Linked DNA regions of Mus musculus: regions 1, 2, 3 and 5 are each linked to region 4. Evidence: chromatin contacts called from public Hi-C and HiChIP or PLAC-seq data. All regions are on one chromosome and are shown on one strand. Each heading gives the region's core, a stretch centred on a gene start, on an enhancer-like site or on the middle of the called end of the contact. The rest is flanking DNA. Distances are from core to core; before and after follow the strand shown.

Region 1 (5,960 bases), core at 2,064-4,563, 670 kb after region 4:
AATGCACTGAGACAGGCCCGGCTGACTGCTGCACACCTACTCTGGGGCCCCTGTGCCCTCCCACACACTCTCGCGCACACTGTTACACAAGCACACTCGCACACACTAAGCCCATGGGGACACCCCCAAGACCCCACATCAGGAAGGCAGAAGCATTTCCAAGATTCTATCCCCAGGCAGGTACTCCTTAGCAGTGTGACTAAGGGCATACCAGAGAGCCCTGCTCAGCATCTTTAGCAAATGGATGTAACCTTGTAGCCAGGAGGCTGTGCCCTCCTGGTCCCTTCCTACCCAGTGCTACGCAGGGACTGTCCCGTGCATCCAGCTACTGTGGATGTGTCTGAGGTGCTGCATCCAGGCACCTGCCTGCAAAGCCCCACAGTTGAAGGGAGGGTGTGTTTTGGCCTGAGGTCTAAGCGGTACCATTCATGGGCTCAGATCCCCAACTCTGGCTCCACCCTCTGCCCCTCTCCCATTGCACTTAAGAAATCGAAGTGCTGTCATTCTGAATGTTTCAACAGAGACGTGATCCTCCGGTTCCTGCCATCGCCACCCCTACCCCCACCCCTCACCCCTGCCCCCGCCAGCAGACATAAGAGTCCCCACCAGAGAGGGGCTGGGGTCTCAGGGCATGAGCAGCAGATCCAGTGGATAGGGCCAGCTGGCCTGCCCTGTCCTCTGCCCTTTCACTTGTCTCCTAGACTTCCCCTGCTGCTGGTCAGCAGCTACACCCCCCAGCCCTCTTGTCTGCATTTCTTTGTGGGAACTGAGGGGAGCACCTTCTAAGAGGCCTTCCTGCACCATGACCCTGCCTGGCGGGTTCTCCTCCCACTAGAACCTTCTTTCAACTCTCTGGCCACAGCCAGAGAGAGGCCTGTCACTGGGAACCTAGCTTTCTTTCCTTCAGCTCAAGGCCAGAGTCCATCCACAGAGCCCAGAGCCATTCCCATCTCTTCTGCTGTTCCAGAGGCCCCCCAAGGAACCAGCATGGCGGTACCGCCAGCCCCCCTGGGCCACCCAGCCAGCGGCCCTGCAGAGCCTACCCCAGCCCCACCCCCCAGGGACCTCTCATACACTGGCCGGGAGGCTGCAGAACCTGCCTCTCCCTCCCAGAGGTCCAAACCCCTGCCAAAACCACGTGGGTAGCTGGGAGGGGTCAGCTCCGCTGCCCCCTGCTGGTTTTTCAGCTATCCCTATGTTGGAAGTAAAAGAGTTGAAGCACTTTATTTTGGTTGTGTTTGATCACGTTCTGCTTGGAAGTGGGGACCCCTCACTGAGTCCACCTGTGTGCGACCTGTGTGGAGAGCCACTGCGTGTACATACTGTAAATTATTTATTAACGGCTAAATGCAAGTAAAGTTGGTTTTGTTTTGTTATTTTTCTTTTAGATGAGCTGTTGGAGTTTATTTTCGAAACAGACTTTGGTCCTTGCGGGGTGGAGAGGTGAGGTGGGTGGGTGGATGTGTCCCCACTACAAAGTGTGTCAAGACGGGGCTGTGTGGGCCCAAGTTGTGTGAGCTGTGAGATGCAGCTGTTTAACCACCATGGCCTTCGGGGACTGAGATTACCTCTCTTCCTTCCTATGCCTGAGCCGTTAGAAGGACTTGGTTGGTCCGTTTCCCCTTGCTCTGGGCACGTCAGGGCAGACCGATGTTATACGATGAAAGGCTGAGAGCTGTTGTCTAGAACAGAGTCTGGAATGGAGGAGGGTCTGCGGTCCATAATGGCTTCATCCAAGCCAGCATGACCGAGAAGCCCCAGCCACAACTCGACCCCTTCAACATCCCTTAGCACCCAGCCTAGGGGCCCAGTGATGTGCTCTGATAGCACCACTGTCCAGACGTGTGCAAAGCCAGGCTCCCTGCTGACTACGGGCACATGTTGTCGCCGTGATTCAGTGTCACGGGACCCAAACCATTTAACAGATTGAAGATCTGTGTGAGATGTGCCCCCCTGTACCATGCCCTCCCTGTCAAGGGCAGAGCCAAGGCATACACCTAGGTCAATTTTGCTTGTGATACTCTGTTCAAGTCAAGTTTAAGTCCCAGATAAGTAAGCTTGGTCAAGTCACTTAACCCTCTGAGGCTCCCAACAGCTCCCAGCAATGTCTTCATCTGCTCCCCAGAGGAGAGGAACCCGCAAGACTGGGGAGGAGACGAAAGGCCAGTAAGAGGAGAAATCCAGAGAGCATTTATGCCCACCGGACACACAACCTCAGCACCAGATGTGAGGAGAGAGAGAATGTTCAAGAGCCTTGCTTGAAACAAAGAAACAAGCAAAACCACAGGCTCTTAAACAAAGACCCTGAAGGGTTGATCTAGGAGGAAAGAGCTAAATGCACCCACTCTCCTGCATTGTCAGTCACCAAAGGCCTGGCCCCCCCAGTGGTCAGTGGGATTGTTAAAGAAAACAATCCCAGGGGAACAGCATAGCAATGGCGGGGCCATTGGCCCGAGCCACACGCTGGACAGACTGTGGAAAAGCCAGGCCCAGGCAAAAAGTCCTTCACTCTCCATCAGATGAAAGTGCCATGTGACACTTGCCAAAAAAATATGTGGGGCTTGGAATTTTTTTCAGGCTCCTAAATTTAACCCACAAGAATTCTTTCCTAAATACCACACCGCTCACTGCCCTCCAGAACAGGGGAATTTGCATCTCAAATGTCCGGGGCCAGCACCTTAAGTCTGAGTGCTCCAGTCTTCCTTGTGCATGACAGTTGCTCTGAGTTAAGTCTGAGTGCTCCCATCTTCCTTGTGCATGACAGTTGGTCTGAGTTAAGTCTGAGTGCTCCCATCTTCCTTGTGCATGACAGTTGGTCTGAGTTAAGTCTGAGTGCTCCCGTCTTCCTTGTGCATGACAGTTGCTCTGAGTTAAGTCTGAGTGCTCCCATCTTCCTTGTGCATGACAGTTGCTCTGGTGCAGACCTGGGCCGAGGCCAGTCAGCCTGGCAACCGAAGAGCTTTCGCATAGCCTGTGAGCTACTCTCTCTCTCCCACTCCATCCCCAACTGCCTATGAGTATGTAGCTCAATGTTAGGGCCCTTGCCTATGGTGTGAGAGACCTTAGGCTCCTGGGTTGTGCTCCCCCCACCCCCACCAGAGCAAAAACAAGGAAAAGAACTCTTAGGCTTCTCATATCACAAGCCAGAGTTTGTAAGGGTAAAAACCAGAAAGGACTGATCAGCGAAATCTGATAACTGCCCGGGTAAATTTGGAGGGAAAACTTATCTGAAGACTGGCAGAGGTCCAGGAGAGCCAGGCAGCACTGGAGCCTGTCTCTCAGGCCCAAGCATGGCTCAGAGCAGCGGCTGGGCATGTGAGCTTGGGCAGCAGGCTGACTTGGCATCGGAGCTGGGCTCTGCCTGTTGCTAGCTGTGTGGTCTCCCTTGGATTTTTTTTTTCTTGAGCCTTAGATTCCTGATCTGTAAAATGGAATTACACGTAGCCACCTCCCAGGGTCCTGTGGAAATCTAATGAGCTAATTCCTGGCACAGATGCCCAACATCAACAAGAGAACCCACCGAAAGAGGTCCCGGTGGCAGTGGTACCCAGGAACTTAGTCATTGATGAATCCATTTGTCTCGGGACAAATCCTGTATTCTTGCTGGGGAGATAAACCAATAGTTGATACTTACATAATCTAACGACCCACATGGCAGCAGACTCCAGGAAGAGAAGCAGGTACATTCTGAGTGGCCGCCTAAGGAAGGAAGAAAAGGGATGCTCCTCTTTGGAGGGGTAAAAGGCATGTGTGACTAACTCACCACACGAGTTTCTGGAGCAAGGCATGTCAGAAGGTGGAGAAAGCATTCTACAAAGAGCAGAGTATGCGGGGGTGTGTGTGTGTGTGTGTGTGACGACCTGGAGCAGCCCAGCCCAGAGCTCATAAGACCTTGATCCCTCTCGCTGCCATAGACCTGAGAACCCTGAGCAGTGGCTGAAGAAGGTAGGGAAGCATATAGCTGCTCTCAGTCCCCTCTCATTCCTCCTTCAGGAACAGGATGGCTCCAATCCTCTGGACTCTGGTGGCAAAAAAAAAAAAAAAAAAAAAAAAAAAAAAAAAAAAGAGAGAGATCTAAACATTGGAAGAACCGGGCAGCATGTGGGTTATCTGCGGTTAGGCTGGAGTCTGTGTGCGCCTGCTGCCCTCTGCAGGACAGTTCTAGAATTACACTTACTCTGGGATGCTATGTCAGATACAGAGATGGTCCCACCTAGGGAGGCATGCTAGTGAGTTTTCTGTCAGCCTGAGTCACCTGGGAAGAGGAAACCTTAATTAAGAAAACGCCTCCATCAGATTAGCTTATAGGCAAGTCTGTAGGGGCATTTTCTTGATTAATGATGATGTAGGAGGGCCAAGGCAACGGTGGGTGGAAGGGACCACCAGGGCTGAGTGTGCCACGGAGGGCAAGCCAGTAGGCACCATTCCTGTGGCTTCTGCTTCAGTTCCTGCCTCAAATTCCCGCCCTGACTTCTCTGCATGTTTGGAAGGGCTAAAATGAAACAAACCCTTTTATTCCCCAAGTTGCTTTTGGTCAATGAAGTGAAACATGAAGACTCTTTGGAAAGACAGTTGGAGGGTGTTTTGTTAGGACAAACACGTGAAGGAATGTTTCATTAAAGTGGACACAGGTGTAAAAAGCTAAGGCGGATTCGTGAAGGAATGCTTAGCTGAAGCAGACACAGGAGAAATGATGTTCTACTAAAGCAAGCACGTGAAAGGACGTGTGATGAAGGATTCTTGGCTAATGACAGGCATCGTCCACCTCACATTGCATTTGTCGGGAAACCATGGAGAGAAATGCACCAAAAACTTGTGGCGGTGTGCTGTAGTTTGTTGCCACTTTCAAGGACTCGGGCTGACTGGATGCATGTGCTGAGGCAGGACACGTGGAGGACACGTGATGCTTGGAGGGTAGAAATAGGACTCCACAGAATGACGAAGAGAGCTTGGCTTGCTGGTACAGCTGGCTGTGTAACGCTTGTGGGTCTCTCGTCTTCACTGATCTTCGCTTCCCTGAGAGATGCACAGCTGAGAACTTCTCCCGGGGCCCCTTCTGCTGTCTGGAGCTGAGGCTGAGGCCCGGCTGTCTCTGCTAGGTAGTGTCACTGCTGTTGCTAACCTGATTCTTCTGAACTGGGCTCCTGGTGCATCTGTGAGGTAGTTTATCTGTGAGGTGTTTGCGAGTGGATGGAGCTGCCACTGCCTGCTAACCTGTGAACTGAACTGCAGATTTCCAGACAACAGACAGGAGTTGCTCCAAATAACCTTTCTAAACAAGTCCACTTCCCTCTACCCCCACCCCCATATCCTTTTTACTAACTCTGAAGGGGGGGGGGGCTACAAGAAAGGTTAAAGCGTTTAAGAACCATCATTAAAAACAGGATTTGAAAAAATTAAAGTTACAAGTCATTGTGTTTATCTCTGAAATAGAAAGCAAACATGGACAGGTTGCAGGAGTGGTCTCCATCTTCAGTGCGTCTAGTGGCCCGACCATCCTCTCTAACAATGTGACCAGCCAAGCACATATTATGTATCCTGCAGGGCCTCCATCACGGCTACCTCTGTTGGCCCTTGGTGGGGCTAACAGAACACACATCTTGTAATCTTGCTTCTTTTCTCCCTTAGGTGGCATTTTGTCTGCTTGCAGTTTGCTTGTCTAGAGTACCCACCCCACTTAAAATAAATTCCAAGAAGGCAGGCCCCATGCTTCTGTTGAGAACTCCCTCCAATGAGCAGCCTGTCCCCAGGATCTAGTTGTAATTGTGTCCTTCTGACACTGAAGCTCTTCGATGGCTCTGTCCCTGCTGGGCTCCAGAGCAAGCGGTGGCTTTACAGAAGCCTCTTGCTCAAGCCACTGGAGCTTGGTGCTGGGAAAGGCCTGACCTCTGAGAAGGACAAGCTTTGTCCTGGTCACCCCGACCTCCCCAGCTGTCCTCTGGTTCCATCCCCAACTAAGA
Region 2 (5,186 bases), core at 2,076-4,575, 620 kb after region 4:
ACTGGGGCCAAGGGTGAGCCCGGGTGGCTCTCTTCCCCAGGGTTTTGGCAGGGTTCTGACTCGATACTCTGAGTTCCGAGCTACACTTTTACAACTCTATACTTGAATTTATCAAAAAGGATAGGCTAAGCGGGGGTATTCCAACCCGGAAGAGACAGCCCCGCCATGTGCCTGTTTTGTCAATCAGGCAAGAAGGAATCTTTCCTCGACTCATCTTGAATTCACTTCCTGAGGTTGCCTTCTCCCCCAGCAGGTGCCACCACTCATTTGAAACAGACAGAAACAGCAAATTGCTCCACACCCCGGGAGCTCCGCCAGCTTTCCCGCCCGCGGGCGTGGTGCTCGGAGGAGAGCCGCCTCCCGGTTGCGCCAACGCAGGACACTTCTCGCCAGCCCTTGACTCTTCTCGCACCTAACCGCTGCAGCGACTGGCAGCCTGGCGATCGGCCTCGCCGCCGCTGCGAGCAAGAAGATTTTCTTCTCACAAAAAGAAGGAAAGAGTGGCCGGGAAGGAGTAGAAGCTCCAGTTGTCTCTCTATGAAACCAGGTTTTTAACTCACCCTCTACTACTCTACACATCAGAAGAGAAACTGGGGTCGGGTGTGGTGGCACACGCCTTTAATCCTTGCACTCAGGAGGCAGAAGTATGCAAATCTCTGCGTTCGAGACTAGCCTGCTGCATAGAGCAAAATCCAAGACAGCCGGGCTACACAGATAAACTAAAAGGTGGGAGGAGGAGGAAGGGAGGAAGGAGGAAGAAAACCTGCTATAGATATACCTGTGGCTTCCACGTCCTAGTTTGCTACCGCTGTATTTCAAACAAACGAAACGGTCTTAAACTCATTTTAGCCTGCTTCCTGTTCCTAAGGAATTTAGAGTTGAAAGAAAAACAAAAGTTCCGTGGAGTTTTAGATTAGGAATGTTTCTAGATGGTTCTTGAAGCCATGCATGGTTGTTATAGACACACTCAACACACCCCATGGCCTTATTTAAAGTCAGTGCTTATGGGAGTATTTCAGCTGCCTGTGCAGAGAGTTCCGTGACAACTGAGTATGGAACAAGTGGCATTAATAGTCCTTGTCTTCACCCCCCCATGCTCATCAAGGTAAATCACTCTGGCTTCCGCCACTGACCCAAGGTTGAGCTGAGATCAATCCCTCTTGGTCTAGGAAGTGGACTGTTTATACCCCAAAATGAGGGAAAAAAACCTATCAGCTACTTTCTAACAATGGCTTTTGAATTGTGAAATGTTGGTCATGTCCAAAGAGCATTTTAAAAACCCAGGGGGTGGAGGGAGGTCGGCCATGGCAGCTGCCATCTTCCAGTAACTCGCCAAAATGGCGAACACAAAGGGAAAGAGGAGAGTCACTGGGTACATGTTCTCTAGGCCTTTTAGGAAACATGGAGTTGTTCCTTTGGCCACATACATGCAAATCTACAAGAAGGGTGATATTGTAGACATCAAGGGAATGTGCACTGATCAAAAAGAAATGCCCCATAAGTGTTACCACAGCAAACCCAGGAGAGTCTACAATGTCACTAGCATGCCATGGGCATAATTGTAAACAAGCAAGTTAAGGGCAAGATGTTGGCCGAGAGGATCAATGTGCGGATTGAGCACATCAAGCACTCAAAGAGCAGAGACAACTCCTGAAGCGGGTGAAGGAGAACGATCAGAAGAAAACGGAAGCTAAGGAGAAGGGCACCTGGGCTCAGCTGAAGGGCCAGCCTGTGCCATCCAGAGAAGCACTCTTTGTGAGGACTACGGAAAAGAGCCGGAGATTTTGGAGCCCATTGCATGTAGATTCGTGGCCTAATGTACAAAAAGGAAATAAACGACTAAGACTGCAAAGTGTTAAAACAAAACAAAACAAAACAACCAAAACCCAAGGGGGAGGAGGAAGAAAATGACCCAAGTGATAACAATTATTGTGCCTCTGCTATACACCAGGCTCTCCTGGGTGCTGAGGATGGCATGATGACCCCAAGGTGGTTCCTGATCTCTTGAGTATGATGAGAAGGCCACAAATAAAGGTATAATTACAGATTGATGTCAGAGCTAGGGAAAACAACACCTGGGATTTGAGAATTGGGGACAGGGTTGGAGGAGTGTCCCCAAGCAGAGGATGATAGAGTACAAAAAGGAAATGTAAACACACACACACACTTTCTTGTACAACTCCCTTATTTATAGACAAGGAAACTGAGGCTCAGCAGACCTAAAAGATTTGTCCAAGGTCGAGGCTAATTTTAGAAACGGGGCCAACTGCAAGGCCCAATCCCTTCCTGCTAAAAGCACATGGAGTTTATTTATAGCTCAGTTATAGACTAGTCTAATTCATTTGGCCAATAAACGCAGAACATTGAGTTCAAAACCACATCCCTTAAGACCACAGCATAAATAACGACGAGGGTCTTAATACGGACGATACCTTTTCATTAAATACAGAGTTCTCATCCTATCAAAATTCCAGCGCTTGGTTCAGATTAAGAGAAGATCGGGTCGTAACCCCTGTATAAAATATCCTGGCAGCGCTAACTGTTCAGTGATAATTTGAGTGTGAGCTGTGTGTCCCGGCTGACTTCACACCCCAGCTAGGGTTTCAGACCTATACGTGGTGTTGGGGTGAGACCCTGGAGATGAGCTGCTGGCGGCTGGCTGTGCTCTCCACTGTGTGCGTGAGCTGCATGAAGAATCCTTTTGAGAAGCCCGGAGTTTCCTCTGGCAATCTATGCGAGAAGGGTGCGGGGCGGGGGAGGAAGACGCTGTGACCGGAGGTTACCTCTGAGCTGGACTGCAGAGGGAGGGGTGGGGGAGTACAAGACAGTCTGTTTACTCCAGACTGCGTGTATTCGCGCACTGTGCATGCAATATACATATTATTTATTTTTTCCAATAAGATTCTAAATAGGAGTAAAATCCCTATAGAACAAAGGTGACTTTCGGCAGATGTCAATATTTATCCACGATTGGAAACCTCTAACCACCGTAGGCTCCCAGGTTGAAAACGTGGACTCCAAGCCACCTGGCTCAGGGTTAAGAAAGTTGGATGCGTTAGCGGAAGGGAGGGTCGCTGCACTTGCTGCTCGAACCCTGGGATCGCGAGCCCGCAGGGAGAGTGTGCGCTTTCTGCAGGCTCACCCCCTACGTCCTCACACACCCACTAGCGCGGATCAGCAAGGGTGGGACCGCGGCGGGGCGGGGCCTTTGGAGCCCAGACCCCACCCCTCCCCCTCCCTCTGCTCCGCTCCGCCCGCGCTCGCCCCCCCGCCCGCTCCCGGGGTGCCCGGCCCGCCCCCTCCCTGCCGCGCGCAAACGAACCTCGCGACGCCGCGCTCAGCGGTGGCGGTGGCGGCGACAGGCCGGGCGAGGCAGCAGGTTAGCCCGGGCCGCCCTACTCTGCAGGCGTCTCGGAACTGCAAGCTACGCCGCCCGAGCCCTGCGCCCGGGAAGCACTGGCCAGCCGGCCGCTCCTGAGGCTCGCTCCTCCAGGCGCTCGCAGGCATGCAGCCGGGGAGCAGGCGGAGCGCCCCGGGTCGCTACTGAGTCCGCTGAGCTGCGGGGACCAGCGCCAGCCGGGCCCCTCCCACCTCACCCAGGGGCCCACGAGCGACCGCCCTACACCTAGTCTTCGCGCGCAGCCCCGCCAGCGCCAACCCCCCGCGGGCTGGAGGGGCTCATGCAGCCGCCAAGGTAAGCGCGGACAGCGGGGGCACGGGGTCCTGAGGTCCCCAAGGCGCTGCGGACACTTGCGCTCCGCCGCCTCACTGATTAGTGGCTCCCCCAACCCGGTGTCTCATCTCACACACTTAGGGTTTTGCCTCGGATGACTCGCCTTCGCACTTGGCAGCAGGAAAGTTTTGTGGTTTGGTGTTTTTTCTTTTCCCCCAGCCCCCTAAGATGCTGCCATGAGGGCAGTAGGCGCTGCGCGTGGCTGGGCAGACCCGGCGCCTGTCCCACCCACTGTGTACCGCCTGGAGCTCTCTCTCCTGCGCGGCCACCTCTTCCGGAGGCGAGAGCCCCCCTGACCCACAGAGCTCTTGACAGATCTGATCACCCCGCTGACCCACGGTGAAACCGGATTCTCTCACTTAACCCAGGCCCGGGTTGCAGAAGCTGGAAATGAACGCACCTGCCCCGGGGCCGTCGGCATTGTACATTGTACAGTGTGAGTGACCCTTGCTTAGGAGCGTCCGGTGTGCTAGACTTGGGGTGGTGGCTAAGGGGCAAGGGTCCCAAAAGGTCCGACGTTCCTAAGAGGAAGGCAAGGCACCACGAGGACTCAGCGCCTGACTTGAGCCATGGCTCATCCCTGAGTGTTAACTAGGGGTAGAGGGACAGGTGTATTGGGGGACCGGTGCAAATATGAATGACACTTGGATGCAACTCTTGATTGCATCTTACTAGAGTAGTTGCATTAGATTTTCTCGACGAGGGAGTCAGTTTCCTGAGACTGGAACTTTAATGGGAGCCTGTGTGCTGTTATTATGTGGTGTGGTTTCGGAAGGCGTTGGATTGTATTTATTTTATAAATTGGGTGTCTTGAAGCGGATGGATTAGGGGAAATATCGCCATCTAGCGGAAATGGTGATCTGTACCTTCCTCACAAGCCATGAAGTTGGGCGTTCTCAAAGTTCCCCTATATGAGGAGATGGAGAGATGGGAACTAGCCAACGTGTCCAGAAAGACTGTTTCTCTAGTGCTCAGGCCATCCTGTAAGCGGGGCTTGAGCACCCGCTGCCCGGAGCTTAGCTCTCAGGACCGAATGACGAATTGTATTAGTGGCAGGATATCACCTCCAGGACTGCCATTCCCTTCTGTGTAGTTTTGGGTTCTTCTAGCAAAAATAAAGTAAACGGTCACCTGCCTTTGTCCCTAGGCATCTGGTCCAGGGATCTGGCAAGCCTGTCACGGTCACTTTACTACTCTCTAGTTCATCTGTACCTATATAGTGATTTGTGAAGTTAATGTTAAGCCCTGACTCTTAGAAAAGAGATTAGATGCTAAAGTGTGCTCTTAGGGTAACTGAAGAACGGGAAAGAGCGTCATGCCATCTCCACTGAAAGGGAACAGTGTACCCCCAAATGGCCTCTTGGTTTTTTTGTTTGTTTGTTTGGTTGGTTTTGTTTTGTTTTTTGTTTTTTGTTTTTTTCACACACACAAGGGGAAGAATTTCTGCTGTTCA
Region 3 (5,989 bases), core at 1,935-4,434, 650 kb after region 4:
ATCCCCACCCCACCTGGATCTGGGACCCCGTTGCCCAAGAACATGAAGTCTTCCCTGCAAAACGGTCTCCATGTAGTCCTATGGCCTAGAGCTTGGAGTCCTCTGCCTTTTTCTGCACTTTTCTGTTGCCACGTTGTAACCACCGGGGCTGCCTTGGTATCTTACTCCAATCCCATCCCTGATGGACCACACTCAGAATCTGGAGGTCCTTGTTTGCAGCGTCCAGGAGGGGCATCTCTGATTTCTAGACCAAACCTCATTCCGAAAGGATCCAGCACATCCCAGCCCCTTCCTCTTCATATTCTACCCCCTTTCCCCATGGGATGCTCTATGCCTTGTCTTGTGCCACCCAGTTCTGGGTTGAACACTCACATCCCCTGTCCCTGCCTACTTGACCAAATTCTAAATTCAATGCATGCAGTCCATGTAGACTTTTGGTTCCCAAGGCTCATGGGTCTTGGGTTTCTGTCTTCTCAGCCTCTAATTCTATATGTTAAGGATGGGAGCCTATTTTCTGCCCTTTTCTTCCCTCCTCCCCCACACTCCCAAGCTTGTTCATCATAGTCCTGGAAGCTACAAAGCCATTAGGGTTTTTTTTTTGGGGGGGGGGTTAATTTCTTTTGATTCTGGCTTTTGTTTCCACAGGACTACCTCTGGCCTAAACACCCCATATCTCCCCCAAATACTGTTTCTGATTATAAAAGCAGTAGACATTTTAAAAAGCCAAAGACCAAAAAAGATTTTTTTAAAAGCACTCAAAAAGTTGTCCTCTCACCAACTCCTAGTTAGCATTTAACAGTGTCCTTCCAAACATAGTACCTTCACACTTTCCCAGATACGGCTGCGGGGAGGAGAATAATAATCTTAAGAGTTCTTCAGTGGATTGCATGGCCACAGAGAACCAAGAGCTTCCAGTCGCCCAGTTAATTTGACTGAGTGTCCTCAGGAACCATCATTCCTGATGAGGAGGCAGAGCTGGAGGAGGCGTTACACACAGCCAGTTACCCAGCAGTGCCCAGTGGCAGATGCCAGACTCCTGCCCTTTGCAGATTTTGGATAAACACGGTTGTTAAATTTGCTGTATAGCCTGTTGAAGCTCTGCTGTTGAGCTGGTGAGCCTTAAGATGTGGGTTGGGGGAAGGGAATGCTGGGGCAAGAAAGAACTGTGGGACTGTGATCCTGGGCAACCGTATGAAGAGTGGCCTCCCAGTTCCCACAGTGCATTGCAGTGCTTTCTCAGCCCCCAAAGGCCTTTCCTGTCCTTTCTGGTCCTCTAACTTTGGTTTCCAAGATGGAAACCTGGTCAGGGGGACAAGGCTGAGAGCAAAAGGGAGCTTTGGGGCACTGTCACGGGGCAGGGAGACATGCCAGCAGGGGTTCAGTGATGACTCCTGACCTGTTTCACTCATGCTAGGACACCTAGACACTTACTACAGGGCCATTCTACATAGAAAGGAGTTCAGCGTTGTGCCTCCCACCTGGATACCAGCCTGGCATGCGCTCTTCCAGTACCTGCAGACTGCAGGGAGGGAGACAGTGTGCCTCTGTGGTGGGTTTTTGTTTCTTTTTTTCTTTTCTTCTCCTCAGAGGTGTTTTGACCTGCCGCTGAGCACAAAAGCCTAGATGGCTGGAAGCAAAGTCCTGACTATAAAGCTGTCACCTCAGGTGTGAGCCTGGAGTTAGTAACAGGGGTCATGCTTCAACCAGAACCACCACAGCTCTCACCTGCAGCTTCATTGTCCTGGGAAAACCTTTCTTACCTCCCTTACCACTCGTGCCCAGGGCTGTTTTATTTCTCCCCCAAAGCAGGATGTTCCTGGGGTGAGGACCTTGTCCCTTTGCTTGACCCCCTATGGGCCCGTTACCCAGGCGTGCTCTCAGCCTTCGGTTGATAGGCAGCCTATGCCCTCCCACTATAGGGCGGAGTCAGGGCTTTCCACGCCCACCCTTCTTGCTCAAGCGCTGTTTCTCCACGGCTCCTGTGGGAGCTGGGGAGGGTGGCCTGTTTGGAAAGCTGAGGTGTGCCCTTCTCCTTGGCAGTCAGTCATCAAGGGTGCTTGCAACAACTTGGCATGTGTGGAGGCTGAGGCAGGGCAGCCTTGGCAGGGTGTGACGGAGGAGGCAGTACTGTCCTGCCCCCGGCTCTAGGAGTGGCACTTAGCCACTTCTGTCCACGCTGGGTAGGCAGTGAGTTCACCCTCCAGGGCCCGGCCCCCCAACAATTTTGCCTTCTCTTCCTGGGTCACCTGAGGTTTTCCCCAAAGCTCCCTTTTGCTCTCAGCCTTGTCCCCCTGACCAGACTCGGAAGGAAGCACGTACAATTCCCAGTAGAGCTAACGGGTGGGAAACACATTGCCATAAAGTGGCGGTTCTGGGGCCCTTAGGCTGCCTGGCCCTGGAATGTCACCCAGGAGCGGTGATCCCTTCTAGGATCTGCAGTGATAGATTAAGTGAGGCAGGCTACGCAGCACCTGGGAAAAAATCCAGTCTGCTGGGTGTGTCCCTCTCAGGATCTGGGGCCAAACACCTGGGTGTTTACGCCAGGATGATTGAGTGAAATTCTTGCAGGAGCGGCGCCAACAGGGAGCCTCGGGCATCTGTCCTTGTCCCGTAACACCCCCACTCCATCCCCACGCCCACCAAGATTCATTACTGTGGGACTAGAATAAGCAGGAGACCCCTACTTAGTGCCCTTCCCCTACCTCCTTCAGGATGCTGATGCGACCCGTTTCCAGAATCCTATCTAAGGTCTGCTTCCCGCACTAGGTGGACAGTGAGGAAAGGGACACGGAGACTTCAGACTTCAGGGTTGGCCCCTCCCCGAGGCAGGCAGACTTATAGAAGATTCCTTCCACCCGCCTGTGTCCTAACTGAAGCTATTGCCTCTTAAGTCCTACTGTTCACTAAGATAGAGCACCGGTGCTGGGGCTGCCTGCCGCTGGGGCTTTCTTTCGGAGCTCGTCACTGGCTGAGGTCATCTTGCAGGTGCTTCATTCCTAGGCTTGCCAGGAAGGTGAACTCCCCTCCCCCTCCCAAGGGCGGTTCCACCGAGGGAGCTAAGCTTGGGAACCGTAAGGTTCCAAAAGGCCGAGGCACACAGCAGGACACCGCTTACACTTCAGAGTGCCAAGTGACAAAGGGAACAGAAAGAGCTTGCTGAGCTTACAGTACCTCAGAGCCACTCACATGCAAAGAAGCTAGAGGCCGGAGGAGAGCAGAAGGGTGGTGGGAACGCCAGCAGTGGCGACTCCAGGGACACCTTTCCTTTTTCATCTAGTGCCCCCTGGTGGCAGAATCTATCAGGATGCCAGCCGATTAGCGGGCGTGGGGGCTGGGAGGGGGACGGGACGATTCCTGTTGCACCGGCAAAGGGCAGTGATTTGAAGTTGGGCAATAGCTGCCTCTTGAGAGTCTTCACTGATAAGGCCATGCCTCCATCCAGACTTAGATGAAACATTCCAGAATTCGTTAAGGCCAGCCCCACCTAAGCACAGAGTGTGTTCCGAGAACGGCGTCCATCACAGTTCCCAGCGCACATCAGGAGCCAGATCTCCGAGCAAGTAAATCAGTTCAGACAGTCGCTGTGCAGGCAGAGTTGGAAACGTCTTGACCCTGGAGCTTATGTTCCAAGGGATACTTACCTCTTTAAGAGAAGGCAAGGCTGTCTCCCTCCCGTAGTACCCTGCCCCTCCCCTAGGCCTCTGAAACCTGATCTAATCCCTTTGCACGCGGGTAATTTATTGGTCTATTGGGCTTTTCTTGGTGGCAAATTACATTGTCTTTATTCCTAGGCTCTGGCCCCGGAGTGCCTCGAGGAATTCCTAAGACTCCTTTCTCATGGTTGATCCTTCACACCCCCTCTGGGCCCCGGCAAAATAAGTTTTATTGGGATGCTTTGTCATGCAAACAGGGTGGTAATAAGCAGGCTATTATTCCGAAAGATTGGGCTTGATTAACAGCTCAAAGGAGGACTTGAGAACAAACGGATCTGTTGCTGTACTAGCAGAGCAGATTTTTTTTTCCTTATCATGCGGGTCCATTTAGTATTCTGAGATCCTGCTTTGACTTTCTGCCTCCCAGAGGGGTTGCCATCCACCGAAAAGTAATGACATCTGAGCCTGAGCCATGTGGCTCAATCCAATTGGGAGGCACTGTGGAGCTCTACCTTTAAAATGTGAGTGGCCAGCTATGAGCGCATACATGCTCCCTGAACCCTGGATACATGGGAGACCCAGGGTTCCACCAGACAGAGTTGGACACAGGTGGGGTTGGGCGGGGCGCGGTGTACGCATGACATCTGAAGTCTCAAAAGATGCTTTCAGTGTGAGTGCTGTTCTCGGAACACACTCTATGCTTAGGCGGGGCTAGCCTTACAAATTCTGGAATGTTGCATGATGGTATCAGCAAAGATTATCAAGAGGTGCAATTCACCGGGTAGTGTGAGAGTCAACAGGGACCCAAGAAGCTTCCTCAGCCCCACAGTGATTAGAAATAGAAGAACTGAGTGAGAGAAAGACAGAATCAAGATGAGGAGGGCCTGTTTATGGGAGATTGATGGACCGATGCGGGAAAGATGTGTCCTGTAGCCACCTTCCTGAGGCCCTGAATGAAGCTGGCCAGGTTACTCAAGGCTCCCAGAGGAGCAGCTGCCAGAGAAGGTAGCACGGAGAAGGAAGCCTGGGGCACCTCTGTGTATATCAGATACCGAAAGTGGGGTGGGGCCATTACATTTTAGCCTAGATCTGGGGGGTTCTACAGGAGGGCACGGAAAGAACTCCCCGAGAAGCAGCTGGAAGCATCCGGGACAGGAAGCACCCTTTCTGCCCTAGCGATTTTAGGACATGTTCAGGGGGTTCCTGTGGGTGAGTCCAGACAGGGCCACCGTTTCTGCAGGCCTATGGACTCTCTTGGTCCAGATATCATTCTCAAGATTATAGCTGAAGATTGGAGGGTTAATGATAGTTCAAGACAAACAGTGCCTTCGGCTGAGCTTGTGAAGGGGGCCAAGATCCGTGAGGCACCTTTGTACTTAGATGAGGTAATTCTCCAGGTCCCAGGTCGTGAGAGTCAAAGGGGACCCCAGGAGGTTCCTCAGCCCCAGAATGATTAGAAATAGAAAAACAGGGTTGCTGAATGGCTCAGAAGGGTGAAGGGGCTTGCCACCAATACTAACCACCTGAGTTAGTCCCACAACCCACGTGGTAGGAGACCGATTCCTACAGGCTGTTCTCAAACCTCCACATACGTGCTATGGGATATACACGTGCACACATCCATGCCTGCATAATACACACACACACACACACACACATGTAAAAAGTATTTTTTTAAAAAAGAAATAGGAAAGCCGGGCAATGGTGGCGCATGCCTTTAATCTCATCACATGGGAGGCAGAGGCAGGTGGATTTCTGAGTTTGAGGCCAGCCTGGTCTACAGAGTGAGTTCCAGGACAGCCAGGACTACACAGAGAAACCCTGTCTCGAAAAACCAAAAAAAAAAAACAAAAAACAAAAAAAAAAACAAAAAAACCAAACAAACAAACAAGGGGGGGGGGGAGGAATGAAAGAAAGAAAGAAAGAAAGAAGGAAGGAAGGAAGGAAGGAAAGAAAGAAAGAAAGAAAGAAAGAAAGAAAGAAAGAAAGAAAGAAAGAAAGAAAGAAAGAGGAAAATGTTTGAGATTCTAATCATGTCCACTCTGGGCCTATTGGCTATCAAGTGAGGTGAATGCCACTCTCTTGTGTGTAATGCCCAGAAAAAGAGCGTTAGCCTGCCACTGTGGGGCAGTGAGCATCCTCCTGCCAAGCAGAAAGCGTTCAGGGCTGGCTCTCCTTTGTTGGCACAAGCTGCTGTAACTGCTATAAGATGTGTCACACACTGGAGCAATGTGTGCATGAACACTGGCCTCAGAAGGCCCAGTTTACTGCCTGAAATCCTTTAAACAAAAAAAGAAAGAGAAGGAAAGGAAAGGAAAGAAAAGGAAAGGAAAGGA
Region 4 (5,452 bases), core at 2,486-4,985:
TTGTTTTTTTGTTTGTTTTTTTGGGTTTTTTATCTCTTAGGTTGCCCTAGTCAGATATTTTATCATAGTATAGCTGGTGAACTAACTAAGAGAGCATGGCATTTCTCATATCTTTGCTGGAGCAGTTGGAGAGAAGGATTACAGCACCATTTTATAGCCAAGACAGGTGAACCCTATGAGAACCAGCCATCTTGTCAGGTGTCACAAAGGTAATGCACAGTCAGGATGCAGGAGCAGTGACAGACTTCTCCATCATTCCTGTTCTCACAAGAATCACCGAAATTTGTTCCATGTAATGTTCCTTGGGGAAGACTCTTCTGGTCTCAGCATTCCTTCGTTGCCTATAGTTCTTTGAGAGGGGCGAGACCTTATGGGTCTTGCCCCATCCGTTTCAGCATGTCTGTTGTTATTGCCCTTGTTCAGTTCATGTTTAGGCAGTCATGTACCAAATGGTCAGTCCTGAAAACATACAGACAAGTAAAATTATACAGATTGGATAGGTTCTCGTCATATATTGGAGAGTGTATATACATATGGATGCTAGAACAATTAATGAGAAAGATAGCCAGGAATTTGAAAGAGAACAAGGAAGGGTAGATGGGGGATTTGGATGGAGGAAGAGAAAACAAAGAAAATCATGTAATTATATTAAAGTCTAAAAAACATTAATTTAAAGACACAACAAAGATGCAAGCTTGATGTACAAGGTGCTTGGGTGATTAAGGTGAGAGTATTACAAGTTTAAAGCCTGCCTGGGCTACAGAGTGAGTTCAGTATTGGTCTGAGCAGTGGGATTGTACCAAAGGGGGAGCCCTAGAAGGGGAAGCAAATTGGGAGGAGGGATATGTAAGGGGGAACTAGGAGAAGAGGATGGAGGGGGCAAGATCAGGATGTAAAGTGAGCAAAGAAGGAAGGAAGGAAGGAGGGAAGGAAGGAAGGAAGGAAGGAAGGAAGGAAGGAAGGAAGGAAGGAAGGAAGGACAGAGGGAGGGAGAAAGGAAGGAAGGAAAGAAGGAAGGAAGGAAGGAAGGAAGGAAGGAAGGAAGGAAGGAAGAAAAGAAGGAAGAAAGGAAGGAAGGAAGGAAGGAAGAAAAGAAGGAAGAGAGGAAGAAAGGGAGGAAGGAAGAAGGAAAGAAAGGAAGGAAGAAGGAAAGAAAGGAAGGAAGGAAGGAAGGAAGGAAGGAAGAAAAGAAGGAAGAAAGGAAGGAAGGAAGGAAGGAAGGAAGGAAGAAAAGAAGGAAGAGAGGAAGAAAGGGAGGAAGGAAGAAGGAAAGAAAGGAAGGAAGAAGGAAAGAAAGGAAGGAAGGAAGGAAGAAGGAAAGAAAGGAAGGAAGGAAGAAGGAAAGAAAGGAAGGAAGGAAGAAGGAAAGAAAGAAACAAAGAAAGAAAAGATTGGTTTGAGCAACTACGAAGACCCTTTCTCAAACTAAGAACAAAGAGACTGATCTGTAGCTCAGTGGTGAGTGCTTGCCCACTGTGTGAGGTGCTGGTTTTGAAAGAACTCAGTGGGGAAACCCCCACTCAGCTCCCGATTCGGCGTGCACCCAAGAATCGCGAATAGAACACAACACCTTGATGTAACAACAAGAGGTTTTTTAATGGCGGAGCTCCGGGTCGAAACGTATCTCACACAACAGGAGACAGTGGATTCGACCACGAGGCTTGGAAGCTAGGGGGTTTTATAGAAAAGGAGTGGGGCTGGGGGAGGAATTGGCGCGGTTTCACATGATTGGTCCATTTAAACATCAGCAGCCTGTAACATTTAACTTAGGTCAGAGGGGTGGGAGCTAGGGAGGCGATGGGCTTGCCCGGGCATGTCCTGGTCTGTTCTGCTATGTTCTCAGCCCCAGGTTTCAAAGCTCAGAAACAACTCTTTGGGCTATTTAACATACATTACATGAATTACAGTTTTATTTCCTTTCAGTTTCAATGCCCATGTGTACACAGAGACACTTAGAACTGGGAGTGGGGGTGGCACAGCAGGAAGTTTAGTGAAGATGGTATAAGAAATTATTTTTATTTTTAAGGAATGAGAATAGCACTGAGCAAGAGATAGAGCCAAGTTCTCTTGTTCTCACACCATAAGGGTTGGCTCTCAAAGGCCCACCCCAGGAGGGCCAACTCTACCATGCTGCCCAGAAGATATGCAGGATGCTCCTCTGAGTGCTACCTCTCTTATTCTCACCCCTTTTCATTCTTGCAGTGGTGTGGGTATGGGATCAATGCCTCCTCCAGTCCCCGTTTCCTGCAGTATGTGAGAGAGCCAACTCTATCCCCTTGCCTGGGCAGCTTGGCAGAGCAGTACTGGAAAGCTGGCCCTGGTGACATGAGCACCAGAGGGTCAGCCCTGTCCCCTGCCGGCTGCCACAAGCAGGAGAGCTGTTCCTGTCCCTTGCCTGGGCTAATGAGGAGAACTGCCTCTGGTGAGGTAGGGTGAGGTAGGTGCAAGAGAGTTGATGGGCTGTACAACTGCTGAAGGGGTCAGTCCTGGAGAACTAAAGCTGCAGGATCCCCATGACACAGGGCAATACACACACACACACACACACACACACACACACACACACACACACACAGAGAGAGAGAGAGAGAGAGAGAGAGAGAGAGAGAGAGAGAGAGAGAGATTGGCACTTTATAATTTGCCCTCTAGGCACAATTGCTGGCTGTTACTATATCCTAACTGGAAAAGCATGCCCTTAGCAATTTATTATCTCTGTCTCTCCACTTGCCCTAAACTTCAGTGGCTAATCCTGCCTAGACCCTGCAAAACATCCTTGGCCACCCGCCTGTAGCAGAAGCCACAGGACGGAGCTCCCCCCTGAGACACATGGCTTCTGTGTTCTTCCTCCAAAGCACAGCTGAAAGCGCCTCTCTTCTTTCTTGCTCCTTTTTTCCTCCTAGGACCCAGAAGTCCCATCTGTACCTTCCACCCACCAATTAGCTCCCTGCTTTCTTGACTGACAAATCAAGAGCCAATTGGGGAACAAGACCTTCGCATCAGAACTACTCCCCCTTCACCAGTGAAGATTCAGTATTGATAATGCAGCAGATAGCAGAGGTCTCAAACCAGATCAATGACTCATTGCAATGTATATTATCAGGTAAAGCAACCGAACAAGAGGGTATACTGTGGGACACACCATGATACACCACACAGTTTCACAGCAAGATGAGTTTTTAAAAGTTTTTTTATTTTTCTCTCTCTCTCTCTTTTTTTTTTTTTGTTTGTTTTTATTTTTGTCTTCTTGGGGGTGGTTTCAAGGGCAGAGGGAAGATATGGAGGGATTGAGAGATGAGTGGGGTTGAGATGAATGATGTGAAATTCACAAGAATTCAGTAAATAGTTAAAGAAGAAGAGGAAGAGGAAAAAGAGGAGGAGGCGGAGGAGGGAAAAGACATAGTGCTTAACCCTCCATCCCCATCTGCTCTTATTTGAGTCACTGGTGTCACCTTAAGTGCTCTGCATCTGTCTTGAAAAATTAGAATGAGGCTGTGAATTTTACAGCAAAGCTCTTAAAAGAGCATTTCCTCAGAGAAGGGAAATGACATGGAGCACTGCCCACTGACAGCCTCTTTGACCTCAGAAGTAGCACCTCAATTTCAGTAGTTGCCAAAACAAGAAACAAAAATCATAAAATCCAGATGGACCGGGTGGGAAAAGGTCAGCCCAGCACTGCCAGGAGCTGAGCTAGCAGTGCTTACCAACAGCCTGAGTTGCTGTTACCTCCTCCTCACAGCTGGGTCATCCACCCAAGTGACGTTCTCATCCCCACATGTGTTGATTCTCTGTTGCACGGTAGAGCTCACAATTTATCACACATGGAATTTCGTTCCAGGGGTCACCACACTCCCAGATCAGCTGCACTCTCGCTTCCAAGCAAATGAGGCATGACATAGCAAGTGTGTCCCCGTATGTTTCTCTTTCCCAAATGTGATAGTAAATCAATACCAGTCCCACGGGTTGCAGCGAACGTAAATGTGCTCAATCTGGGCCGGTATACTCCCAGCCTGAGGCCAACAATGGCTGAACAGCATTGAATGCTGAAAGACCGTTCTCTCTCTCTCTCTCTCTCTCTCTCTCTCTCACACACACACACACACACACACACACACACACACACACACACGAAAATGCTTACCCTTTTGAAAATGATATAAGCCCAGGAAGGACAAAGTGAAGCATCCACATTTATAGACCATTATTATACTTCATAGGTTTTCATGGGCCCTTGAGAAATATTTCTGAACAACCTGACCGTGCAATGACAATTCAAAGCAGGAAGCAAGGTGAAAATGTGTGAGGCAAATACAACTGTACTGCATCCAAACAGGAATTCTCTGAGTCATGGACACTACCCACAACAGCGTCAGAAATGTCAATAGTACTAACAGCTTTTAGGGCTTATTCACGTAGCAAAGGCCATAATGCAGTATACTACAGCTACAACGAGGCCCAGGTTTTGCCTGCTTAGATTAACTGTAAGCTCTCAAGTGTGCCCTTCCTGAAAGAAGTCTTTTTGTCAGTGTCATCACTATGAATTGGATGTGCATATCTCTTTATAATGATGTTGACACTGTAGCTGTCAGTGTAATGGTATTTGGGAGTGCTGTATTGGGGAAATAATTGCCCTGAGAGCGGTTGTTAAGAAAAAGGCCCACTTTGTACTACATGAAAGAAAGTCCACACTAGTGCCTAGAAACACATCTGCCAGACAAAGAAGGATACCATTACCAAGGTCTTGAACATTTAGCATCCAGAAATAAACTGCCATTGTTTATAATATCCTGGCTATGATGCTTTTAAATAGTAGCCCAAGATAACTGATATAGTAGATAGCATTTGTCCAACCAAAATATAACAACTGAAACTGGTATCCACCAATAAACCACTCTAGCTTTACTCTGCAATGGCACTGTGCTTTGCACCCACTCGCGTCACCCTCAGTGTTCTCCTTCTTCCCTACCTCTGGTTGATTTTCAGGTGGTTCTTATTATTCCCTTCTCCCTCACTAAAATGCAGCTTCCATTTTCTCCTAAAGACTCTAGGCTGCAAAGCTTCTCCCTCTGCAAATCTATAAAAATGTTTAAAATGTGTATAAATGGAAGCCCACTGCTGCATCTGAAATCCCCTTTCATGTTTGCGCATAATGCCACATGTCCTATAATGCCTCAAAGAACAGTTTCCAATGATGATTTCTGGTCTCAATTCATTGTGTCATTACATTTTAATCTCTGGTAAGGATTCAGCCTCTGGAGGAGGGGGCTATAAGATGACAAAGGCCTGGGAACCTTGTGAGGCTCCCTCTGTGTGATGGCCCCCCCACACCTGTATCCCTGGGTAAGCAGCTAAGCCTTTATCAATTGCTTTTTCAGGTTCTTGCAGAATGTGCATAATCCCTTTGGAATGTTCTCAGCCTTACCCTCCTCACGACCTTGTAAGAAACCAGAGTATG
Region 5 (5,818 bases), core at 1,165-3,664, 520 kb after region 4:
AGCACTGCACAGCTAGCTCTATAAGAAAGCCTAGCCCATGCATCATCACTTTCGGTGGAGTCCTATTTACACTTCCTCCAAACATCACCCTTCACCCGTACTTTATAAATGCAGAAACAGAAGTACAGAACAGCTCTTTTTAACTTCCCCCAAGATATTCCAGCTTGAGTGGGCAAGTAGTTCCTTGAGTCGAGGAGCTGGTGACTATTGAGGGACGTGGATGAGAAGATGGGATATGAAGATATGAAAGATATGATTCAAAAGATATGAAAGCAGGAAGAAGCTGGATTGTAGCCATCTGCACATATCATGTTAGGAATTCACACACAATTTAACGAACCCTGAAAAAACAAAAGATGATGCAGGGAGCTGGAAAGGACTCCAGGAAGTTGGTGCCATGTCCCACATGGAAAATTTTAGAGCAAGCAAGGTTGGGGGTGGAGTTCCAGGAAGCTAGTCAGATGATGTGCCCTGAAGTGGGAGATAGGAGCCAAGGTAATTCCAAGAGCCATTGGTATGGTAGGTCTAGTCAACCAGGCTCTACTAGCAGACATGATTGATTAACAGAGGTGAAGCAGGAAGGGACAAAACATAAGAGGGGACTTCCACAAAATCATGGGTTCCATGTCAATGGTGTGGACTACCAGAAGAATTCTATGAGAATGTTCAGTAGGGACTAGGTCTTATCTTCCACTATTTGTGGACAGAAGGCTAACTCAAAGTCTGCTGAAAGTTTACTCTCTTAATGTGACCAGAATGTTCCCAGGGACTGGCTGCCTCATCCACGTAGTGTTTGGGAAGAACTGTTGTTTGCTGTGGAAAGCACTGCTGTGGAGAGCATTGTGCCTGAGTCCTCCTAGCCTGTGTGCCTAACCATTTCTTTTTAATTTTTTTTCACATAAATGGATGTTTTGCCTGCATGTCTTAGCTGTGTGCCTCAAGCATACCTGATATTCTTGGAGGACAGAGGAGGGCATCCAATCCCACGGGGGCTGGAGTTACAGATAGTTGTGAGCCATAATGTTGGTGCTGGAATGGAACCCAGGTCCTCTGGGAGAGAAGCCAGTAGTCTTACCAGCTGAGCCATCTCTCTGGCCCCGTGGATTCCACTTCAACAGTGACTGGTTTTGGTCCTCCCAGGAGGGAGTTCTGATCCCACAGGCCCTGGTGAAAGATGACTAGATGAACTTCGCTGGACTATTCTTCCTTTACTCAACATCCTGAATTTTCTCTTAAACCCCAACTCAGATTTGATCCCAGACATATTTGCCCAACACTTTAAAATCACATGTGAGATATTAACGAAATTTAATCTGTATCTGTCTTATTCTTTCATGCTTAACGCATTCGCACACTGTGGACAAACAGCTACTTGAAATCCAGAAAGCCTTTTTTGGACATTTTATCTTTTGTCTCACACATAGGAAGGAACAAGCTGCTAAATATAAACAAGCTTTTTCTCTAGGAGGTTTAAATCTGATTTTAAAGGTGTTTTAAGACAGAAGTAAGAAGGGGATAAAAATTCAAGAATAAGGGGGCTGAAGAGATGACTCAGTCAGTAAAGTGGTTGTATGGACCTGAGTTTGGATTCCCTAGCACCCAGGTAAAAAGCCAGATGTGCTAGCATAGACCTACAATCCTAGCATTGGTGAGGCAGGGACTGGGGGCTTCCTAAAGCTCACTGACCTGCTAGTCTTGCTGAATATGTGAGCTTCATGTTCAAAAAGAGAGCCTGTCTTAAGAGATAAGGTAAATAATGATAAAAGGAAGACACCCACATCTGCTTCTGGCCTCCATATACACGTGCGCAAAATGTGCACATGTGTGTTCGAGCACACATACATATATACATACACACAGACACACACACACAAACATATACATACTCGTACACTTCAAACATACAAAAGCAGAGAAGGAAAGAGAGAGAGAGAGAGAGAGAGAGAGAGAGAGAGAGAGAGAGAGCGCATAAAGCATTGTAGGAAAAGAAAAACTGAAGCACTAAAGCCAGGGGTGTGGTGGGAAATACCAAGGTCACGAACACCATGCCCCATCGCTACCCCATTGACTTCGTGTCTCTCCATGGGAAAACACATTTTCTCAGTAGATAAAATCACTTGAAGATGCCAAAAGAGCAGACACGCTGAGTGACAGGGCTGCTACTTGGTGGATATTTCCAACCATTCCGAAAGGCTTATCTGTTAGTCACCCTGCTGTCCTGGACTGACCTGTGCCCCGCACCCCCCCCCCCTCCGGGGGTTCTGTCCCTGCAGGAGAGATCGCTGCTGGTGCATGAACTGTTTGAGATTAAATTATTTTTATTTGGGAAGTTTGCCCCTTCTCAGGAGAGAAACAGCAGAAGTAACTCTGACTCGGTATTTATTTTACAGCTGCTGACACATCCCAGGGTTATGAAAGATGTCTGCATTCTTTCCCTCTCATTTAGCCAACACTTTGGAGAACTCACTTTTGGGCTCTGCTCTTCGCTGCTCTCTTTCTTTCGAGAACAGACTGACCTTGGCGGTCTTCTTTTCTGCTGAGTCATGCACCCAGCACCCACCCCTGAGCCATGAGCTTGTGGAGATTTGAGGCGCTAAGTAGCCAAGCAGCTGAAGCAAGTGCTTCTGGAAGGAGGAATCCTCAGCTGGAGAAACTTAGGGCAAAATGTAGCTTTTGTATCCAGACCTAGGATCTCCGAGCCCCCTCTCCCACCTCCAGTCTCTCTGACCACAGCCCCAGTTGTTTAGGGACTGTGGGACCCCCCAGTGACAGAAGGGTCTCTTGAAGAATTCACTTGGGCAACTGGATGATAACCAGTGTATATTACTTTGGGCTAAAGTCAGTATTTTGTAGATAAAAGTTATTCTCATAATACAGTGTACACCAAATAACTGAAGCCAGATTCACCAATCTGACCAGGACAGTAAGATAACAGGGCAGGAGGTGGTCTGTTTTAGTCAATGTTCAATTGCTGTGAAGAGACACCATGACCACAACAACTCATATTAAGGAAAGCATTTAAATGGGGCCAGCTTACAGTTTGAGAGGTTTAGTCCATTATCATCATGGTGGGAAACCTGGCGGCATCCAGGCAGACATAGTACTGGAGAAATAGCTGAGAGTTCTATATCTGGATCCGCAGGCAACAGAAAGAGAGAGACACTGGGCCTAACTTTAGACTTCAAAATCTTAAAGCCCACCCCCAGTGACACACTTCCTCTAACAAGGCCACAATTACTCCAAAAAGGCCACACCTCCTAATCCTTTCAAATAGTGCCACTTCCTAAGTGTTCGAATATATGAACCTACAGGAATCATTCTCATGGTCCAAAAAATGTCCTAAGCCATCTCACTTCAACTGTTCCATCTTGTTTGTATCAGCTCCTCAGCTCTTATGTACATGGAGATATTTAAAGGGGATTTGCCCAGAGATTTTGATCTGCTGAAACCAGCTTTGGTGACATATCGTATATGCATGCACATACACACACATACACACACACACACACACACATACACACACACACACACACACACACACACACACACACACACACACACACACATGCAGGAGAAGAGCTGTATGATGGTTGCTGGCTGGTTTTGTTTTGGTTTTTGGGTTTATTTTAGTCTTAGACTAAGGAACTATCATCATTTTTTTAGTATGTTCTTGATGCTACTTACTTATTAATATGCCCCAAGGTTCTCCCACATAAAACTTGAAGTGTCTCAGGAGGGGAAAAGCATAAAATAGGAAAGCTGTCAGAAAAGAACATCACAACCAAAGAAATGTAATTTGTATTGGAAAGCATAGGCAATCCTTCAAGATGTCGCCAAGGACCCACCATCCTTCATTGTCTGCGTCTAACATGCTCTGAAGTTAAAATTCGGGACAGAAATGAGGGTGCACACAGTAACCATGTCAGGAGGATATAATGAACCTCATTAAGTATATTCCTAAAGTCTTTCAGTCTCCCGGGAGTCTTGGAGCTCAGTGTGGGAAGAGCAAATGAGACATCCAAGAAAAAGACAAAATGTATTGTCAGGTGGTGGTGGCGGTGGTGGTGGCAGCTGTGCCCACCTTTGATCCCAGCACTCAGGAAGCAGAGGCAGGCTGATCTCTTGAGTTCGAGGCCAGACTGATCTATAAATTAAGTTCCAGGACAGCCAGGGCTGTACAGAGAAAGCCTGTCACTAGAAACAAAACAAAGCAGACAAAGCAGGTTGACATGGTCTTCAGATAGAAAGCACCCATCCCTGACAGACATGCCAGTGATCCCTGGGTAACACTACCCTCTGTGACCAATGTGACCAATAGATGTCTCTTTCTTCCTGGCCAACAGCAGGGCCCACTTTCCCTATGCAAGAGAAGCAGGTATCTTTATGCTTAGCTGAGCTTAAGGAGCACATTTCAAACCCAAACTCACCCACCAAGAGGTTTTCCTAAGAGGCCCAGCAATCAAGACGCCCCCTCCCCTGGAAACAATACCAAGCAAACTAGCCATCAGAGAGGAGAGATCAAAGTTTGTCTGAAAACCATTCTACATGACTAGCCTCTGCCTCAGACAGACTAGACCCAGATTCCTCATCTTTAAAATTCAAGCTCCTTCATAAATGGCAAGGTAAATATACACACCCTAGGGTATACTGGGAGAGGCTGAGCATTAGATGCATACAGTAGTATAGAATACATTATGGGATGAAATGTACAATTAAATTGGAAGGGTGCCTACCCAGAATACATGAAGCCCTGGGTTCTATCCCCAGTACTACATAAGTAGGATATGGGAGTGCATCCTTGAAATCCCAGCACCATGGCGGAGGAAGCAGGAAGAACAGAAGTTTAAGATCATCCGCAGCTACTTGGCTGAGAGCAAAGCAAGCCTGGGCGACCTAAAACGTTGCCTCAAAAAACAATTTTCACCACGTCAAAAATACTGTCTCAGAGGTATCATCTTTCATATTACAAAGTATTTTCTATTTTTCATTTTTCAACTGTAACAAATGACAATGTGAACCCTGTGCTCTGCGCTCTCATGTGAGCCCACTGACACGCTGTGCCAGCCTCCCTCCACTGATACACTGTGCCAGCCTCCTCCCATCCTTCCCAAGCCAGGCTCCGGGTCCTCTCTGCCCATAGCTTCTTGTCAGTCCTGAGTATTTTTAGACCTGGCTGACTGGCTCCTCTTTTTCAAAAGGGCAGGACGAGCGCTTGGCACCAAGGATAGCAGTTTTCCAATTTGAAAAACAAGTCTCTGGTTTTGTGGTCACACTGACACTCGGAGAGGCCAGTTGGCTGCACCTACAGACCCTAAGCTGTCCTTGTAGAGCAGTATCTTTCAACCTGTGGGTCATGACCCCTTTGGGAGCCAAATGACCCCTTTCACAAGGGTCGCCTAACACTATCAGAAAACACAGACATTTACATTACAATTCATAACTAGCAAAATTGCAATTATGAAGTAGCAATGAAAATAATTCTATGGTTGGGGTCAGCACAGCATGAAGAACTGTATTAAAGGGCTGCGTCCTTAGGAAGGCTGAGAAGCACTGCTGTAGATGCTGGCTGGACCACCTTCTCTCCCTGTTGCCCATGCCTTACTCCTCAAGAGCACCTGAGGCACCCAGAAGAAGAGTACAAATGCTCTGCAAAGCAACATTACTTTTATGTCACTTGTTTTGTATTCTCCTGCCTCCCCTTCCCCAAACTACTCCCCCACCCCCATCCCCACCCCCAGGCTTTATAAATTTTGCTTTTTCCTCTGCATGACTATGGAACTTTCTATAAACCAGTGTCATAGAACTTATCACATGATTT

What was found. A called contact is a pair of places that touch in the nucleus more often than the background predicts. HiChIP or PLAC-seq counts read pairs in DNA pulled down with a chosen protein or histone mark.
Region 1: a Hi-C map of muscle stem cells shows a contact between it and region 4, with 5 times the contacts expected there. The contact joins two enhancer-like sites. A contact is called at or near these places in 6 of 484 Hi-C or Micro-C datasets (muscle stem cells, stem cell-derived neural progenitor cells, stem cell-derived neural stem cells and 1 more).
Region 2: a contact with region 4 is called in a Hi-C map of muscle stem cells, with 5 times the contacts expected there. The contact joins the promoter of Rgma here to the enhancer-like site in region 4. A contact is called at or near these places in 12 of 39 promoter capture datasets (the HPC-7 cell line, cranial neural crest, embryonic stem cells and 8 more), 11 of 484 Hi-C or Micro-C datasets (the AML12 cell line, embryonic fibroblasts, muscle stem cells and 2 more), 10 of 115 datasets of contacts at active chromatin or transcription factors (craniofacial prominence, embryonic basal ganglia, embryonic forebrain and 6 more) and 1 of 9 other capture datasets (embryonic stem cells).
Region 3: a contact with region 4 is called in an H3K4me3 HiChIP or PLAC-seq map of embryonic limb bud, with 5 times the contacts expected there. The contact joins two enhancer-like sites. A contact is called at or near these places in 6 of 39 promoter capture datasets (hippocampal neurons, liver, second pharyngeal arch cranial neural crest and 2 more), 4 of 484 Hi-C or Micro-C datasets (cochlea, muscle stem cells and uterus) and 12 of 115 datasets of contacts at active chromatin or transcription factors (the NIH/3T3 cell line, craniofacial prominence, differentiating embryonic stem cells and 8 more).
Region 5: a contact with region 4 is called in a Hi-C map of muscle stem cells, with 2.0 times the contacts expected there. The contact joins two enhancer-like sites. A contact is called at or near these places in 3 of 484 Hi-C or Micro-C datasets (muscle stem cells and uterus).

The regions. Positions count from the first base shown.
Region 1 is chr7:73,418,513-73,424,472 of GRCm38.p6, forward strand. Rgma (repulsive guidance molecule family member A) reads left to right here. Exons shown (of 4, transcript NM_177740.5): 4 at 1-1,387. Among named protein-coding and RNA genes, the nearest start is that of A730056A06Rik, 46 kb to the left of the region's middle. Within about 2 kb of position 3,314, at least 44 of the 459 cell types and tissues checked have an H3K27ac peak or open chromatin away from gene starts, as enhancers often do. A contact at or near this core is called in muscle stem cells, where this site is marked.
Region 2 is chr7:73,372,195-73,377,380 of GRCm38.p6, forward strand. It overlaps Rgma (repulsive guidance molecule family member A), which reads left to right and starts at 3,326. Exons shown (of 4, transcript NM_177740.5): 1 at 3,326-3,694. The coding sequence starts at 3,681. A730056A06Rik (RIKEN cDNA A730056A06 gene) reads right to left here and starts at 3,580. Exons shown (of 2, transcript NR_040325.1): 1 at 3,323-3,580.
Region 3 is chr7:73,396,502-73,402,490 of GRCm38.p6, forward strand. All of the region lies in intron 2 of Rgma (repulsive guidance molecule family member A), which reads left to right. It overlaps LOC115486533 (a long non-coding RNA gene), which reads left to right. Exons shown (of 2, transcript XR_003946803.1): 2 at 1-5,989. Among named protein-coding and RNA genes, the nearest start is that of A730056A06Rik, 24 kb to the left of the region's middle. Within about 2 kb of position 3,185, at least 133 of the 459 cell types and tissues checked have an H3K27ac peak or open chromatin away from gene starts, as enhancers often do. A contact at or near this core is called in embryonic limb bud and muscle stem cells, where this site is marked.
Region 4 is chr7:72,747,891-72,753,342 of GRCm38.p6, forward strand. All of the region lies in intron 3 of Gm36865 (a long non-coding RNA gene), which reads right to left. Among named protein-coding and RNA genes, the nearest start is that of Gm36865, 76 kb to the right of the region's middle. Within about 2 kb of position 3,736, at least 29 of the 459 cell types and tissues checked have an H3K27ac peak or open chromatin away from gene starts, as enhancers often do. A contact at or near this core is called in embryonic limb bud, muscle stem cells and neural tube, where this site is marked.
Region 5 is chr7:73,273,662-73,279,479 of GRCm38.p6, forward strand. No RefSeq gene overlaps it. Among named protein-coding and RNA genes, the nearest start is that of 4930429H19Rik, 34 kb to the right of the region's middle. Within about 2 kb of position 2,415, at least 39 of the 459 cell types and tissues checked have an H3K27ac peak or open chromatin away from gene starts, as enhancers often do. A contact at or near this core is called in muscle stem cells, where this site is marked.